Regions from separate parts of the Hordeum vulgare genome. Here region 1 is linked to region 2. The links are chromatin contacts, called in public Hi-C maps. All regions are on one chromosome and are shown on one strand. The core of a region is the stretch at or near the end of the contact, and the rest is flanking DNA. Distances in the headings are between cores, read along the strand shown. Region 1 holds the start of LOC123449187 (NHP2-like protein 1). Region 2 holds the start of LOC123449185 (collagen alpha-1(I) chain-like).

Region 1 (6,462 bases), core at 2,891-5,390, 200 kb before region 2:
TCTTCTTTTCATTAGCAATGCAAGGAGAAACCTCCTGGACCTCATCTTCCTCACCTCCAACCACATTACCAACATCTTCAAGTATTTCATAAGTTCTTCCTCTCCAACTTCAACAACATTATCAATGTCAACCAAATTCTCTTGACTTGGGGGTATGATGGGGTTATCACTCATGGGATTCCAATGATCTTGTTCATCATTCAAAATATTACCAAACATTTTGGAAAGGTGCTGCTGATTTTGAAGAGGCTTTTTTCTAAACTTGCCACATCGAGGAATGTCCTATGTATATAAAAAAAATCATCAACATAACATGTATGAGCTAGAATTACCATCATAATGGAATATTTGACAACACTCACCTTTCTCGCCTTCTTCCACCACTCATTGTCCATGACAATAACCCCCATCGAACTGTCCCAACCTGTTCCAGTTTGTTTCCTCATTAATTTATTCCAACAAGACCAGTCACCCTTTAACTTATCCCACTTGTTCTTCAGTTGCATCTTTGATAAAATGATTGCAGTCATCTAGTAGAACCTTTCTGACACTGTATTATAACCTGAAGGGTTCAAATGAGTGTTGGGACGATTCCCTTGGTTCACTTGTTCGGCCATCAAGGAACAAATGATTTGGACGTACTCATCGGTCCACTCCATTGAATCACCCTGACCATAATAGTTCAAGATATTTTTGTAAAGAAATCGTTGCTACAAACATACTACTTCAACCTATTTGTATATAATAATTATTTATCCAAATTCAAGAACATGATCGTGTATTATACTAACAAATCATCTATAACAAATACAACTGGAAAATGGTATACCCGCTCTTCCTTACAGGTTGTACGTTTCTTCCTGCTGTTCGTGCTGGTCTGACTGTTGTTCGTGCAGGTGGTGTGCATGGCATCCATGCCGGCAGCTACCTCCTCGCTTGTAGCAGCAGGTGCAGAATGGGTCCTCCCAGAAGAGGCGAACGCCACACCGGCCATCCCTGCTGTCGTCGAGGACTGATCGGGCCGGGAAAGGTCGACCCTCATCACCAGGGCCATGGTTGTCCTCAACATTACGGGACCTGGATGCTGGAGATGGACGGAGGAATTGGGGGAGGCACAAGAGGACCATCAGATCGACTCATTCTGGTGGTCTCCTCGCCGCGGTGGTGCTCCAGCCGACCGATGCAGGTCGCAGCGGCGGCGGAAGGCAGGTTCCTCCTCGTTCTGTGTCCTCTAGTCAACAACAAAGAAACAGATCGATCTGCTAGGTCATGTGACGGAAAAAGAAAAGAATGAAAGGGTATGACTTATGGGTGGAAGTGGTGGGTAATTATCTCACAACTTCACGTCTAGTTATCAAACTTAAATTTTCGGAGTACCACTTAAGGAGCTTCACAGAAAACACGAAGATGGCCCCCAGATTCAAGTTTCTTCGTGGAGCTGGACATCGTGGAGCTGTCCCGTTTGGCTTGCGATTTTGAGAGTAAAACTGATTTTTCTGAAGCGGAGCAGTCCCAAACAGGCTCTTAGTTTGGAGGAGCTGTTATTTCCCAACTTCACTTCCCCACAAATTTTACACTGCGTGTTTAGCGAGCTTCTCTCGGTAAATCCTCGAGTGTGTAAGCTACTTCATAATATCGAATTACATACATGTGAATTGTATTTCAGTGAAGAAACAATTAATATTCCATGTGATATTATTATATGTGGATTAATTATGGCAAGATGGACAAGACCATGGTTATTCTTCCTTTGGATCTTCGGGCGAAGGAAAAATTTGCTACATTATAATATTATAAATAGTTTTTTACTGATTGATCGGTAAAATTACAAAACCATGATTATTTGTTTTATTTATTTGGATTGCCATCCGTAACAATGCACATGCAATTCGTGAGAGTTATATCCCACCTATACCGAGTATCTCTCTCGTCTCGTGTGAAGCTTTTTTCTCGGCTTAGCTATTGGGTCGGCCCATTTGTGTGTGTTTTCATTTGCTCGACGCTTGATCGCTCTAGTTGCTTGGTCACTGGAGTGATTTGGTTTGGTATTGTTTTTTTTAGTTTTCAGTTTTTTCTTTTCCTCACTTTGTTCTTCCGATATTCTTTGTTCTCCACTGATTTTTTTTTAGTTTTTGATTTTCTTTGTTTTGTCACCAGTTTTATTGTTTATTTCATAGATTTCATGAGCTTTTCTTTCTTTTTTTGTTTCTTTCTCGGCTTCCGCTAGTTGTTTTGCTTCTCTTTCTTTGTTTCCTTGTTTTTATTGTTTCTTTCTGGGTTTCATCATTGTTCATAGTTTATTTCCCGGTTTTCACTATTTTTCATTCCTTTTGCATTGTTTTTTTCTCTTTTCCTGCTTATTTTTTGGTTTTCACCGGTTTCATCATTTTTCTTTGTTTCTTTTCTGGTTTTCATCATTTATCACTTTTCACATAGAATAGGACTACTTTTTATACATTTTTAACAATTATTCGAATGCATGAAATACTGTTTGTGTCCATGTTGAACGATCTTCAAATACATGATTAACATATGATTTTTATCTCGGCTTTTTTCATACATGTTCTCATTTTCTTTGCATACATCAGAAACATTTTTTATACAAATTTAATATTTATATTTTTGTACGCACTAGCAATATTTTTATATACACATTTAACTTCCTAAAATATACTTTCTATGTCTATTTTTTTGCATAAATAATTATACATTTTTATGCATCACAAACTTGTTTTACACATGTTTAATATTTTCTAAATATATATTAATTCTCATATATATGTTTTGCTCTCTACCTTTTTCATACACATTGTACACTTTTTGTATATATCTGGAATACTTTCTTATGCAAGTTTAAATTTGTGAAATACATAATTGAGATTTTATCACATATATGTTTTGATATCTAGTTTTTTCATACACATTGTACATTATTTGTATACATTAGCAACATTTTTCTGTGCACGTTTAACATTTTTCAGTCCACGCTTAACGTTTGTATCCCTGTTTAATAAAACATTACATTTGATATACATTAGTTACATTAATATTGATTCACTTCATAAAATTGGACATGAAAAGTAAGATATGAGTTATAAGATTACAAAATTTACATTTATATGTATAATTTGTTTTACGTTCATTACTTTATGTCACATAAAAAATATTTTGACCGACATACATTTTCTTACCTTTTTCCCTTTCGACTTAGGACAAATTTTACAGGACAATTTTATTATGGATGATGAGTAGACAATCCTTATATATAATATTTCAAACATAAGCATAAATAAAAAAGCAAAGATTTTTTTTTTTGAAAATGAACGAAAGAAAAAACGCTCAATGTTTGCGGTTCCGCTGGGCTGGCTCATGCAGGACGATGGTTGACCCATGAGGCTGCACTATGTCTTCATTACAAGCGAGACATAGTCGCTACCTCAGGGCACATTCTCGTTGAGTTGTTGTGCCTCCTCCCCCCCCCCCTCTCGACATCAAGATACCAAGATAGCTTCTGTCTCTTTTTAGTTCAGCTAGTTGTCAGCTCTCTGAGACTTTAAATCCGTGTCCGTCATGATGTTGGCGCTTAAACACTGTGGCCTGCTACCTTAGGTAGATCCTTTAGGCTTTAAAATGTCGTGAACAACTTTGTGCTCGGTTTTATGCAATGAAATGGAGTGTGGGGAAGCCTCTTTCGATCAAAGAAGACATAATCACGCCCCGGGCAATTAGCTAACTAAACATTTACACCACCTCTTGTCATTTATTCATTTTTTTATGGAAGTTTGTAATTTATTCATTGGTCTTCGAGATTTACTAGTTGAGAATTTCTGGAAAGGCACACGGGCCAAGCCCATTACTAATTATATCGATATTATGGTGTTTTTTTTCTGATAATAAGAAAATAAAAGAAAAAAGATTCCTCGCGTAGCCAGAGAAAAAGAAAAGGCAAACGGACTCAAAATATCAGGCACGATGGCGGCGCGACAAAGGGCTGGACGTTCATTGACGGCCCTTGGCAGCCAAGGAAAAGGAGCGAAGACCAAAACACACAAAAGGGGAAAGGAAGAATCACGAAGACAATCGCAGCCGTCGAAACTACCCACCCGACGGGCTATATGAGGCCACCACAGGCCCGGGATAAACCCTAGCTCCATTCTCCCGTCCCCCGAAAGCCCTAGCGCCAAGCTCCCCCACCCGCGGCGGCCGCCTCCTCCTCGCGCCTCCAAGCAGACAAACTCGTCAAGGGAAGATGGTATGGAACCCTCCCCTCCTCCCCCTCCCGATTCCCTCCTCGTCTCCGCCCGTTTCGCCGTCGCGGATCGGGTCGAGCGCCGCCGCGCGCGAGCTGACCGCCGGTTTGTTGTTTCTTTGGCGGTGCTTTGCAGAGTCAGGAGACGGTCAACCCCAAGGCCTACCCGCTGGCGGACGCGCAGCTGACGATAACGATCCTCGACATCGTCCAGCAGGCCGCCAACTACAAGCAGCTCAAGAAGGGAGCCAACGAAGGTGACCAATCCCTAGCAGTGCTCTTTGGTTGTTTTTCTGTTTATTTCAGTCCCCTGTGATTTGAATTTGTGTCTTTTTTCCAGCGACCAAGACTCTCAACAGGGGAATATCGGAGTTCGTGGTGATGGCAGCTGACACGGAGCCGCTCGAAATCCTCCTCCACCTCCCGTTGCTCGCGGAGGACAAGGTATAAATTCTGTCCATGTGCTGCATCTTATTGCTGTAAATTTGTATGCTGTAGCTTGCGTGATACGGTTATAGAGAGACCGTGAAATGTTTTTAATTTAATAAAGCTCGTTATACTGTGCCGTGTTAATGGTTATCAGAATATATGATGTGCTCCGAATACTGTATGCTGTATGGTTACCAGTCTGCTAGGATTGGAAGTTGAGTATGCTTGCTCTGACAAGTGGCTTACTCATGCAAGCAGTTTAACAGTGTATGTGGCATCTGCTCTTAAACTGCTTGTATGAGCACCCAGCTACTGGAATAACTCTAGGGCTTTATGTGAAAAATCAGTGTCTTTTAACATCAGCACTCCAATTTTGTTTCTTTACTGACTTGTTGCATCCTTTTGCATTGCTACTTCAGTCAGAGGCAGAGTTCAGTGTACCTGTTGATAGTTGGATACTCAGCCTTGCAAATCACATGGCAGTAGAGCTGATTAGCTGTTGTGCATTAATTGAATAGACATTTATCTGTTGTACATGATTCATCCCTTGATTTAACCGTTTGCTCCTAATCTTGTGCATCTTTCTTTTCTTTTGCTCATGCAACTCTCTTTGTGTTTGTGACAATGGGTGAAAGTAAACTTACTCGGCTCATTTGTTAATGGTGCAGAATGTGCCATATGTCTTTGTCCCTTCAAAGCAAGCCCTTGGGCGTGCTTGTGGAGTGACTAGGCCGGTCATTGCTTGTTCAGTGACCAGCAATGAGGGTAGCCAACTGAAGCAGCCGATCCAGAGTCTCAAGGTGATCCCATTGCTGCCACTTTTTGTGATATCTGCTGATTTTCCATAATTGTAACTGTCTGTGATTGTTTCATATAGTGTACACACCTTCGTAAGCTAATCCTATTTTAAATTTTGTGAATCACAGGATGCCATCGAGAAGCTTCTCATATGATTTATCAAGACCTTTCAGTGTGATGGGCCTCGTGTGACACAGTTTTTCAGGGGCTTGGACTGGTGATGGTGTCTTGTCTGCTAGGTCTTTTATGTTTTTCAGCTATATTTTGCAAGACTGTTATGTTAAATCATGCTGCCATTATGTCTGCCATCTTATATTTGTGACTTGTGTAATCCATAAGACACATGTTTTATGGCAGTTGAATTTTCTCCCTAGACTCAAGATATGTTGTAATGGCTAAAATGGTTTATGAGTTTGAGAATTGGGAGCTGGCAACTTGTGTGCGATCTCTCATGTCTTGGATTATCTTTTGGGTTGTTCTGCTTAGTTGCACCTGTTATCTGCTATAATCTGCCGATTTCATATTGTTGTCTGTCAAAAGCAAAAGGGTCTTATTTGTGTATTTGGGTTCTGCAACCTTTGAATTTGGAGTATTTCCGGTTGGTATTATGGTTTGCTGTTTTCCTGAAGTCAGAGGAACAGTGGTTTAGTCACCTGGTTATGTTCTCTATTTTCAGTGGCTGTAATGCAGCCCAATGGTCCATGGTTACTGCTATTTTGCTCCTAAAAAGAGGCCAAAGATAGTCTAAGCGAGATAGTTGGAGCCAAATTACAGGCTTATTTCTGTCTCTGATAAATAAATAGTCAGCAGTATATAAGGCCATCGCCAATGGCGTTCATCAAACTCGCACCAAATCACCGGACTGGTGTCATGCTTTAAGCCATCCAACGCACCTCACCAAATCCAAATTCCCCAGCCCGGCCCCAAATTGGAGGAGCTCTCCCTGTTTTTTCACAAAACCGTATTGTTCCTGTTCCGTCCTCTTT
Region 2 (6,398 bases), core at 3,394-5,893:
TCTCTGCGAAAATCACGCAAAAGATAGATCCCCCAACCTCAGCGAAGATCATGCAGAAGATGGAACCCCGGCTGTCTGTTAATGCCACACCTTCATCTGCTAAGGTGAGGGGAAGTGCTGATCCTTTGCCTACACAGCTGACACGACAAGTTGTTCCTCCACCTGTCAAGGCTGCACAGAGAGTCACTCCTGCCAAGGTTATTGACACTCCTCCCGTGAAGGCGTTGCAAAAGGTTGATCCTCTGGTGCCATCCAAGGTGCTCAGAAGAGATGCTCCTCCACCTAGTTTGCCGGTTTTGCAGAAGGAAACAGTAAAAGTTGCTGCTTCCCACCAGCCAGACAGGCAGCAGCAGCCCGTTTTGCACAAACCAAAGGCGCCTGTAGGCACTCCCCTCATCAAAGAGCAGCAGGCAAGCACCTTGCCCAAAGAAGAGCCTTGTTCCTCTGGCAGGAACACTGAAAAAGTTAAGCAGTCGAAGTCTGATCGTAAGAAGAGCCGCAAGGCTGAGAAGGAAGAGAAGAAAGAGAGGAAGTTCCGAGATCTATTTGTCACCTGGAATCCACCTTCCTTGGAGATTGTAGATACTGTGGATCTCGGCGATCAGGAGGATTGGTTGCTTGGGGGTGGAAAGAAACCTGATGCCAGCATCAGCAGCAGCTGCAAGGCAAGTGACGGTTTGGCACCCATGGAGCTGGAGTTTTCATGGCAACCAAGGGCCATTCATTTGCCTGACCTTCATCTCTATCAGTTGCCATATGTTGTTCCTTTTTAGGTTTGTGTAGGAAGACTCGAGGTAGAGGGGAAGTAGGAGATGTTGGGAGAATAGCTGTGCCGGTGTGGGAGATAGTGCTACCCCCCACCGGCAGTTTTCCAGCTTTGTTTCCAGGATTTTTCTTGTTTCATCAGGACGATGACTGTGGGAACCTTCTGTAGTGTTGTTAATCTATTTGACTTAATTTTTTGTTTCCAAGCGGACAACCTTGAATTTGAAGGTTATTGTAATGTTGTATGACAAACGTGTTGCCCCTGAAATGAACACCTCATTCAGATGGTACTTTGTAAATATAGCAAGGCCATGTGATGATATGCAACAACTTGCTGAAGTAGAGCATAAGGTTCCTTTTTTACTTTGTTTTTTCTGTGACATATCTATGAGCTATCATGTCCCTCGGTGCCGGAAATGTGGCACCTTCTTTGTTTTATGTATGTACACGAGTTTGTAACTCAAATAAAAGACAGCAAAACTCATCAAAAAGAAAAGAAAAGAAAAAAGTAAAATAACAAAGCTCAGTCGAAGCTGGATGATCGGCTGCAGCGTTGTCTGAGGTACTCCTCGAGCGGGCTGAGGTTGGTGTGCTCGGTGCTGGAGATGGACTCGGCGTCCTCCACGTCAAGCAGCGCCAGCCCAAGGTGCGACCTCACGTTGGCCGCCGGGTAGGTCTCGTCGTCCACCACGCAGTCCGGCTCCGAGGCCGCCAGGCTCGTCGCGTCCTCTTCTCCCCGTAGTATGCTCAGTATCTGCCACCAACACACGAGCAAATGTTAACAGTTCAGAAACGACAGGGCATATTTTTCTTCCTTCTGACGAGGTGAGAGACGGACCTGCGATATGGGAGGCCTGAGGCGCGCCGATCTGCCGAGGCAGAGCGACGCCGCGACGGCCATCCGCCTCACCTCCACCTCGTCGTGCTTCACGTCCAGGCTCGGGTCCAGCAGGTCGGAGATGTCGCCGCCGTTGAGGATCGGAGTCGCCTGTCACGTACGTCAAAGACACCAACCGCGTCAGCAGCACAATCTTTCTCTCTCTCTCTCTCTACACGAGCACGATGACATGATAACAACGTAACAAGGTGCGGTGGTTATTTGTGTGTGGGTTTAATTGGGAGGATTGGGAGGGCTTACCCACATGACGAGACTTTGGTGGTGGCCCTTTGGTGAGCCGTCGCCGGTGATGGGTCTCCGCCCGGTGAGGAGCTCCAGCAGCACCACCCCGAACGCGTACACGTCCACCTTGTCCGTCACCTTCCCGTACATGAAGTACTCCGGCGCAAGGTACCTGCACTCGGCCGGTGCACGTCTCGTCACTCTCTAACACAGGCGGCACTTCAGGCTGGAAGAGACCCGGTACAGGTAAGAAGACTGTACTCTGCACACACAAGAAGAAGACGTACCCGAAGGTGCCGACGACGTCGCTGTGCGTCAGGGACGACGGGCTGGACGGCGCCCAGATCGCGAGCCCGAAATCCGACAACTGCCACCGTCGGTACATAGTTCAGTTCAGAGTCCATGTCTGTCGGTACAGAAAACAGACCGATTGTATCCACGAATCCAAGAGTACTAGCAGTACTAGTAGTACCTGAGGCTCGAAGCCGTCCGTGAGGAGGATGTTGGAGGACTTGACGTCGCGGTGGATCACCGGCCGGGAGCCGCCGGAGTGGACGTAGCTCAGAGCCTCGGCAACCCCGACCGCCGCCCTGTACCTCTTCTCCCACGGCAGCGCCGGCTTGGACCTCTTCCCTGAGTTCACATGGATCAGAATTCAGTCACATGTGCAGAGGTGTTGATGGGCGCAGCAGCGTGTCGTGCGTCCAGAATAACAGTTGGCGCGTCGCATGCAGGCCAGGCGTGGCGCCGTACCGTGCAGGTTGTCCTCGAGGCTGCCTCGTGGGAGGTAGCGGTAGACGGAGATGAGGTTGGGGCCTTCGACGCAGACGCCGACGAGCGGCACGATGCGGCCGTGCTGCAGCTTGGTGATGATGTCCACCTCCCGGAGGAAGTCCTTGGACGCCTCCGCCGACGCCCGGCACAGCTTGATCGCCACCCGCTGCCCGCTCGCCAGGCCGCCGCGGTACACCCTGCTGTGCGCGCCCTTGCCCACCAGGTTGCCCGGCGAGAAGTGGTTGGTGGCGTCGTACAGCTCCTCGTACCGGAACCACCGGCACCGGGACGGCACGCCGCCCAGCGTCCGCCTCAGCTCGGCCGCCAGCCCCTCCTGCGCCGGCTCCGGGGACGCCGACGGCGACGACCGCCGCGGCAGGCTCATCACCCAGTGCACCACCGACTGCTTGCGCGTCGCCTCGTGCTCTCTCGCCGTGGCCGTGGACGCGGCGGGCGCGCGCCGGAGCAACGGCCAGCCGAGCCTCTGCTCGGGCGCCGCCGGCGCGCGCACGACGACGGCCTTGGCATCGGCATCGGCATCGGCAGTGTTGCCGTCGTCGTCGCAGGGCTTCGTCAGCTGCGGCGCGGCGCACTGGCCGCAGCCCACGGCGTCCAAGTCCATGGACCGCGCGCTCCGCCGGTTGGGGTTGGGGATGATCACCTTGGGCTCCATGCCGACGCTCGGGTGCAGCAGCGTGCGGAGCACCGGCTTGGGCTCTGCTCCTGGAGGACGAACGGAGCCACCCAACGCTTTACTCAATCAATCACTCACGCACCAACCGATATCAATTCGTAGCTAACATCGAGGTTCAGTACTCTACTGACCAAGTGGCGGCCGGGGGGCCTCCCTGACGAAGATGGCCTTGCCGCCCTGGATGGCGACGACGCTGGTCGTCGGCGGGAGCTTCTTGGCACAGTACTTGGCGAGGCAGGTCGAGCCGCTGAGCGCACCAGAAAAAGAAGGATGGATTACTTTTGGTGCGGGGCGTTAACGAATCGCGCAGAAAACAGACAGTTGAATCACGCCGAGAGTGCTGCTGCTGCTGCCGGGATTGTCTACTGACCCGAAGGAGTACTTCTTGTTGGTGCCAATCACCACCACCATGGCCGCGCAGAGCTTGGCCTCCTTCACCAGCACCTTCTGGATCGAGCTCCCCGGCGTCACCCGCCCGATGAGGACGATCTGACGGACAAAAAAAAAGAAGCATCAATCAATACCAGCACATGAACGCAACCGCCAACGACATTAATGGCGCGGCGTCAAGCTTGCTTACGCACGTCTTTTTTGCTGCAGATGGCCTCGTACTCCGCTAGGTACTCGTCCAGCGTCCTGATCAGCGTCAGCGCGTTCGTCTTGCACAGGTCTCCTTCGATTCGAGGCACAGGGAAATGCTACCATGAATCGAGCTGCAAGCAAGAAAAGGTTCTTGACGGATATGGGGCGAGGTACCTACCGGATTTGCGGTAAATGTGGACGGCGACGACGCGGTCGCCGCTCCTGGCCGCCTGGTTGAGCGCCCACTTGAGCAGCTCCTTGCCGACGGCGTCCATGTGCAGCCCCACCAGTATGCACCGCCCGACGCCCTCCCCCGCCATCGCCATGACAACCAGCTCGAGAAAAATCACCAGGAATCGCACTTGTCCGCCATGACGATAGATAACAGTCGATCGCCGCAGCACGCCGTCGGCTCAACCACTAACCGCCGTGGACCTCCCCTGTTGGCCGATGCGAACCCCGCTTACCGCAGCCAATGCAGTACCACTACGACCCGGAACCTCTCCCTCAGCTCTGGAATAGAAAATGGCGCCGCTGTCGTCGCAGGGGCGGCCTCCCGGAAAGCGAGTGCCGTCACCCGTCCGGCGCGCCCGCTTTACAGCCGATGGATGATCTCACTCGAGCCGAAAGGGGAGGAGGGGGATGAAGCAACCAACCGACCGAGGAGGAAGAAGATACAGTACAAGCGCAAGGAGCCAGCGGGAAGCGGCGAATATATCCTAGCGCTAGGGGGGGGGGGGGGGGGGGGGGGGGGGGACGCGGGCAACAAGCAGCAAGCGACAGAGGTAACTAGCTAAAATCTGGTTGGGTCGTCATGCCTCAGCCCCGGCGACGGTATATAAAATTTCACTCTTGATGGCGCCGCGCCACGCGCGCCGCCGGTCGGCAGGCGGGGGCGGGCTCCGCTCAACCACTCCAACCACAAATGCCGCAGGAAAGACACGGGGCCGCGGAGGGCAGGGGCTTGGGTTGAACGGCCCGAGACGGTCGTCGTCGCGGTCCGCGGCGGCGAGCGGGCTGCTGGCTCTTTGCTAGGCTGCTGTCTTTTGTGCCGCCGGTTAGACGACGGGTAGAAAACGGAGGCGGCGACCGGGACACGCACTCGCGCAGGCGCAGGTGAAACGAAGGAGAGCGAAGTGGAGGTGATGCAATGCTATGGGATACTGGATAGATATGGTCAATTGGGAGAAAAGTATTGTATGTGTGCAAGAGGATCTGTGATGATGAGACGGAGAAAGGCGACGAGCAGGGGACAGGAACTTCTCGGTGGAGGGGTAAATAATAAAGGAGAAAAAAGCGGGAAGATGGTTAGGGGATTGACCAGTGGAAAAAATAGAGGGATGATAGTCTCCAAACCACATGGCTACACGAGGAAAAGGAGAAGAAAAGGGACATTGTTGCACTCTTTCGGAAAGAAAAAGGCATCTGAACTAGCATTTCTTGGGATAATTGGCTACAACATCAGGATCGGTTTGGCACATGGATCGTCTTTCCGCAGGCAGGGCACCCGAATTTGTACAACGGGGGTGCTTCAGTAGGAGTGTTCTACTACTACTACTGGTAGTAGTTGCTGGCGTGTGGCCTCGTTGCAAAGATGATGCAAATGCTTGCACTGGGATTCAAAGATGATGCCAATGCTTGCACTGGGATTAGTACTACTAGCGTTCTTGGTGCTGCCGTATCGCACACTGCATTGCAAATTCAGTCACGCACGCAGCGTTGACCCGTGAACGGAAGCATCATCCTTCGCGTGGGTCGTTTTCGTTTTAGCATCTTCTGTTCGTCTGGTTCAACATTTTCAATAGTGATTCTCGTGCGATCCATGGCCGATGTGGACCGCTGATTGTTTAGTATTATGTTGAATTTCAACGAGGATCTAGGGCCCCCCAACCGTCCTTGTTACTACGTACGTCAGGGGAGGCGTGTTTCAGAGCACTCTTAGCTATCCATGAACCCATGCGTTCTGTGCTCACTCGCTGATCGCGCTGCCGATCGCCATGAAACGTGGATCTCATGTCATTCACCACATCTGTGAAAAATACACAGCATTCGATAAAAACGGAAAACACAGGGCAAATCGGGAGCGGAAGTCCGTATCACGAGAGCTCTGGAGATGAGGCTTTGTCATAATTCGTTTTCTTCCAAATCAAGTTAAGCAAAACCGAGCGCGGGCCGCGTGTCGTACCTGTCACACAAGTCCAAAATCCAAAGAGTGGATGTATTGAGTACAATATACACGAAGGTGACGCCTAGCGTAATAACAATGGCCGCGTCGGATGTTTGTCAGCCGTCACGCATAAGGAACATTTGGATCGCGATCCCTGCAAGCACCACATATGTTGACCTGATGCATGCGTTATCCGCACGTTACGAGATTATAAATCCAGGATGGCGGCTAGGCACAAAACAAAGATTCCTCAAAAAAATAAAAACCTCACACAAAAAGAACCCGAATGATAGTTT

The links. A called contact is a pair of places that touch in the nucleus more often than the background predicts.
Region 1: a Hi-C map of leaf shows a contact between it and region 2, with 6 times the contacts expected there. The contact joins the promoter of LOC123449187 here to the promoter of LOC123449185 in region 2. A contact is called at or near these places in 4 of 6 Hi-C or Micro-C datasets (leaf and seedling) and 1 of 1 datasets of contacts at active chromatin or transcription factors (embryo).

What each region holds. Positions count from the first base shown.
Region 1 is chr4H:509,225,445-509,231,906 of MorexV3_pseudomolecules_assembly, reverse strand. LOC123449187 (NHP2-like protein 1) reads left to right here and starts at 4,140. Exons shown (of 5, transcript XM_045126308.1): 1 at 4,140-4,252; 2 at 4,386-4,506; 3 at 4,590-4,693; 4 at 5,347-5,478; 5 at 5,605-5,940. The coding sequence starts at 4,250. The coding sequence ends at 5,631.
Region 2 is chr4H:509,028,691-509,035,088 of MorexV3_pseudomolecules_assembly, reverse strand. It overlaps LOC123449185 (collagen alpha-1(I) chain-like), which reads right to left and starts at 4,643. Exons shown (of 10, transcript XM_045126303.1): 1 at 4,114-4,643; 2 at 3,934-4,026; 3 at 3,724-3,842; 4 at 3,485-3,600; 5 at 2,639-3,382; 6 at 2,358-2,518; 7 at 2,173-2,252; 8 at 1,904-2,057; 9 at 1,604-1,753; 10 at 1,106-1,519. The coding sequence starts at 4,261. The coding sequence ends at 1,392. It overlaps LOC123449186 (triadin-like), which reads left to right. Exons shown (of 3, transcript XM_045126307.1): 3 at 1-1,104. The coding sequence ends at 773.